2 separate regions of the Drosophila melanogaster genome follow, and region 1 is linked to region 2. A link is a contact called in public Hi-C data. All regions are on one chromosome and are shown on one strand. The core of a region is the stretch at or near the end of the contact, and the rest is flanking DNA. Distances in the headings are between cores, read along the strand shown. Region 1 overlaps Rbp6 (RNA-binding protein 6). Region 2 overlaps Rbp6 (RNA-binding protein 6).

Evidence for each region. Hi-C and Micro-C count contacts between places; a contact is called where the count stands out from the background.
Region 1: a Hi-C map of the S2 cell line shows a contact between it and region 2, with 2.0 times the contacts expected there. A contact is called at or near these places in 13 of 107 Hi-C or Micro-C datasets (the Clone 8 cell line, the Kc167 cell line, the OSC cell line and 6 more).

What each region holds. Positions count from the first base shown.
Region 1 is chr3L:17,224,094-17,226,793 of dm6, forward strand. All of the region lies in intron 2 of Rbp6 (RNA-binding protein 6), which reads right to left. Among named protein-coding and RNA genes, the nearest start is that of Rbp6, 13 kb to the right of the region's middle.
Region 2 is chr3L:17,169,130-17,171,829 of dm6, forward strand. The region is part of intron 4 of Rbp6 (RNA-binding protein 6); the gene reads right to left. Among named protein-coding and RNA genes, the nearest start is that of Rbp6, 68 kb to the right of the region's middle.

The DNA of each region.
Region 1 (2,700 bases), core at 43-2,542, 55 kb after region 2:
AATGCGACCTTGTCCCACACTGCAAATCTGAGTCTGTGCACTGAGGCTCTGATTTTGCATTGGCTGTGTCCAGCTGTGTGCAACGCGTAATTGCGAAAAAACAAAAAAATAGAAAAACACGATGGAAATGCCGAAATGGAAAACCATCGTGTGATGGAGGGGGAAAGGGGAGAGGTAAGGGCTGGGAAAGTGTCAAAGTCAACGCTGAAAGCATTTTAAAGAGTTCAACTGAACAAATTGCACAAGATTACGCATACGCAGTGATGTCCCTCGTCAATTGTTTTATTTTCCTCGGGCCTGGCATTCAGTTTCCCGCGGGTGCCAACTTTGATGACATTTGCCTTTGTCTATTCAGATCCCCAGGCTTTGGGCTTCCTCCACCCGGCTTATGCAGTTTTCGCAGCTATTTACAGATTTCCCACAAGTTCGCCCCCTCAGACAATTCATTCTTGCTGGGTGGTGGGTGGGTGGCCGGGTGTTTGGGTGGCTGAGTGGTTGCGTGGTTTAGTATGCGGCTGCTAAGCCCAGAGTCATAAACAAGTCAACGCAACATGTCCGATTAGTAGAGCAACCACCGACTGGCATTTGTCACCCGCTGCCTGAGCCTAAGATGTAACTCTAGTCTGCACTCTCAGAAATAAGTCTGTGTGCATATCCTTGAAGGATTATGCGTTTTTGAAGCAGATTGTCTAGGAATTAGTGCTTTAAATCCCGAATTTCTGGCAGTGTATCATGATTGTTAATTCTTCAAACTACAGAAAAACCAGAGCTAATTTTAACATTTAACTTCACAAATGCTTGTCATTAAACACTTATGTTATTTCTGTAGATATATGTATCTGTAAGATTAATTGATTAAGGAAACGTTGACATTCATATTTATATAATATGCACTTTTCTGCAATTCAATTCTTATTGCTATATCTTAGCTTACAAATGCTAAAATCCTCATCTACAGAACTTTTCAATCAGCCTAAGTAATATGTTCCACACTTATTCGTATTCAGATGAAAATTCATTTAACAATGTATGATTAATGCACTTCAAAGTCTAATCAATCAAAAGGCAGCCCAGTTTATTGCATTCCCCCTTTTTTGAGTGTACTGAGCTTCTATTGGCGCTTCGTTCTCTGGTCTGCTCGGCTCGGTCACATTTGCTTGCATTACGAAATAATTGTAAAGCGCACGTCACTTTTCTATAGGCCTTCGCCTGTCTATCCGCTCGCTCCCCAACAAAGCCCCCTGTCCAAGTCCATGTATCCCCCTGAAAATCCCCCTTATGGTCCCACCTCCCCGCAGCCAGCACACTTGGGCCATTCATGCGCAAGTCGTCAGCGCCCATTCACGGTCTGTCCCAGTCACACACTGGGCGAAAAAGCGTCATCAAACATCATGTCTAAAACGCATCATTGGCGCTGGCTGAGGTATTGAAAGATACATTGCGAGAAAAAAGGGATCAATAAATAATTAAAATAAATAAATAAACAAATAAAATGTGTATCTAGATATGAAGAGAATATTGAAATCATAATGTCGCTCCTGACAACTAAATTACCTATTAATAAGTAAGGTTGTTTATCAATTGAATATTTGCTGTCTTTAAAACTGGCGGTTATAGGTTATACAAATAATCCCTTTTAAAATATTTTAGGTGGTATTTCAATTATGATTAAGGTAAAGTTTTAGTTTCAAGCAAGGCTAATTAACTTTTATTGAGTATTTTTTGGCTTAATCTTATATTTATTATTTCCCATGGCTTGCAGTGTAGTTGTTCGGCTGGAGATCCGTACCCTGACATTTCCCATTTCCCATATTCCGGACCCGGACCCGGACCGGCTTGGTTTGGCTAGCTCGGTTTGGCTTTACCCTGGGCTGGGCTTTATACTTGGCGCCCGCTGGTGGCTCTGCCGCTGCCGCTGCTGCAGTTACAGTCGCAGTTGCCGTTCGCTTTGCCGCTTGTTTGCCATTCAAAATCCGTTCAGACTTTGTATGCACATCAAGTGTTGCCCTCTCGCTTCTGCATTACATTTGCATATAATGCTATCTCTGTCTGCCTTTCCTTAGCCCCCACCACCGCCCCCCCCCCTTCATGGGTTTTTTTTATCCCATCATCTTTTCTCTCTGTGCACTAGTTGACGTTTTCTATTGTGGCTTCATTGTTGAATAGAAAAATGTGCAAAATAGTAACGAAAAAAGGAAAATAGCAAAACAGCTACCCCTGCTCATCTTTTATTCTCCCCGCCACCCCTCCCTTTCGCCAAGCCCCTCTCCTTGTCACACGCACGCCTCTTGTTCGGCTTACAACTCCCCTAAAACTCCCATTCCCAACCTACACTGGGAACAAATTCACACAACAACAGAAGTCGAAAAAGGGTAAAGATTTCAAAGCAAGAAATTTTAAGACTATTTTATATATAAAATATATTATATATATTTAAAAGCGGCTGGAAATGATGGCGATGATATTCCGAACTAATTGTTTTAATAATTCCAAGTCTTAGAACTTAACATTAGGTGTGCAATTTTTCTCAGTGCATCCCCATCACCATCTCCATCATCATCATCTTCACTGCGTGGACTTGCCGCTTACATGGAAATAAAAGTGCAGATCTTGTAACTTTAGTAATTTTTCACATGACAAATTATGTGAGCAGCGACAAAGCGGGAATTGGGTGGTGGGTGGTATGTCAGGGGATGGCTG
Region 2 (2,700 bases), core at 97-2,596:
CATTTGACATTCTTTCGGCCACATCGCATCGGTGTTTTGCCATAGAAATTGCTATTCAACAACGATGCCAACAAACAATGGCTTGTTGCAAATTTATAAAAACAATTTGCATATGGAAAAGGATTGCCCGGCCTGTTGTGTCTTTGATTTTCCCCACTTTCCCACTGCCACCCAGCTGCCACCCATCTGCCACCCATCTCCCCATCTACGTGCCATGGATAAGTCATTATTTGTGTGCTTGTTGTACTGGTATTGGCTTTCTGGATTCTCGTACAGCTGGCACGGTCTGGTACATATTAAATAAACATTTTATCGTATTTATAGACGAACAATTTGTGCAATGTGCAATTTGCGAAAAAGAGGCCTGCACCTATTAATATTGATTTAAATGGGTGATTTGGGGGGGGATGGCAAACTTGGAGTGGCTTCGGTAGGCGTAACTTCAATCCAATGTTCAAGTGGGTCACACAAAATTGCAGAACAAAAGCAGGAGGAGGCCGAGTGCCACAAAGTTGAGGACAGAGATTGTTGCAATTTCAGGGGTGACGATACGGGCGACGGTGCTGGCAGGGGAGTTCAAAGTGAAAAGCCACAAATTTAAAAGGCAAAACTCAAAAATAATGTGTCTCCTGTGTGCAATTTACTCACAAATTCAGATTCAATTTATGCAACTCGAGGCAGACCGGCATCCGCATGACAGACAGAGTCAGCGATAGCCGCAGAGCGGGACAGCAATAGAGCCAGAATGGTGGAGCGCTCAGGATAACAACAGAATGTGTGCAGGCAACAACAATGGCAACATACACACACACACACGCAGAAGTGCACAGAGAAAAAGGAGAGATTCAAACTGGGATTTGTTTCAAAAATTATTTTCTTTATGTCGTTAATGTAGGAATATTAATGAATATATTTCTGAAAATTACGAAACAAAAATAAAAGTGTTCTTTACTTTCGTTAACAATTTACTTTGCTATTAGACTAATGATTGATTATTGCTTAATTTAGAATATAATTTAGAGATTCCTCGATTTATTGCCGTGTGTGAACTTAGACAACGAAGGAGAAACTAGGCAACAACAAGGGCAAAAGCAGAGACATGCAGCCTCCGACAAGAAAAGAGGGTTTTGTGGCGGGGTTGCCTTGTGGGCGGTGGGTGGTGGTTGGTGTGTATTCCGCTGCCACCAAACGCCGCACCACCCCCCACCCCTCACCCGGAGAACATGCAACTTGGGTTGCTTGTTGAATTTTATAAAGCCGTTTCAGAATGCTAATGAGCGCACGCACACAAGCTGCCAGCAGCCAAGGATGATGCTGTGCGATGCTAGTCCGGAAAAAAAGGGCACAGGGGAAGGGGCCAGGTGCGACAGGTGAGCGCAAGGAAAAGGGGGCGTGGCAATCATGTAACACATACAAACACCGCAGACACGTACCAAACAGGGCCAAAAGAAGCGGGGGGCATTCGAGAGCGAAATAAAAGTGTTATTTGAATTGGCATGGCAGAGCTTGAGAAACTTTGTCGAAGATCCTTGTTGCTGCTGCTCCAGAGCTTACGCACAATTTAGCAAAACAACTTGCATGTATTTAGCCCGTAGTAGATACTCATACCTGTGCAAGAATGTGGATAGTTTACCCGAAGGATGATGGTGGTGGGGACGACGGGGAAATAAAGGAGCCATCCAGGCCAACATAGAGTGTCTGCAGTTAAGTTGGCGGTTGGCTTGTGGCTGGCGTCTTGGATTACCGTAAATAATCTAACTAAATGAGTTACCAAAACGGTCAAAGTTCACATCAAGGTGTTGTTTCGCACATGTGTGTGTGTGTGTGTGTGTGTGTGTGTGTGTGTGAGTCTCTGCATGTGTGCCTTTTGGGTTTGCGTGTGTTTGTAATAAGAGCAGATAACAATATTAGAAGTCCTAGCATATGTCCAGTGATCAGGAGCAGGGCGATGATGAGAACATTCCGCCCCCCCAGGCAATTGCCAAAACTGTAACCGAAAGCTCATTTAAAGGCAAATGACGGCTGAAGGGTTGGATTTCGGTGTGGACAGGGTAAATGGAATCCGGGATATCCAGGCCAAAGATTAGTTGAAATTGAGTAAGGTTCAACTGCACTAAATGGAAATATTTGTCAAAGGTATTATGGGTTTTTTACACACGGCACAAAACCTATATAAATGAATATTTAGAAAAATAAATTGCAAATCGATTTGCACAATTTTAAGCGCAGATGCTGCTCTTCTTGTCTTATCTATTCTATATTATTCCATTATATTTGAATAAATTATAATACCCATATTCAGATACATATCTCTAACTGGTAAGTTATAATTTTCTGTGAATTTACGTTTTAGGACACACACACTTTAACAATTGGCCGTAAATATTTTCAATGACTTGAATATTGACCAATGAGAGTCAATAAATTGGCTTTTATATTCTTATACATTTTCAATTGACCAATTTGTGTGATTTTGTGCGACGTGCAGCACTTAGTATGCACGGTAAATGGATACCGTTACACCTGCAGTATATGGAAATCCAATGACCCCACCACAAGCCAACACACTTTCTTATATCTCTTAATTGCCTCAACCTGAACTGACCTCAGTGCCAGACAGAATGACAAACTACTGTGAATTGCTCTTGAAGTCAGCGGAAGTAAGAAAACAATGGTCTCTGTGTCTCCGGCATCCCCATG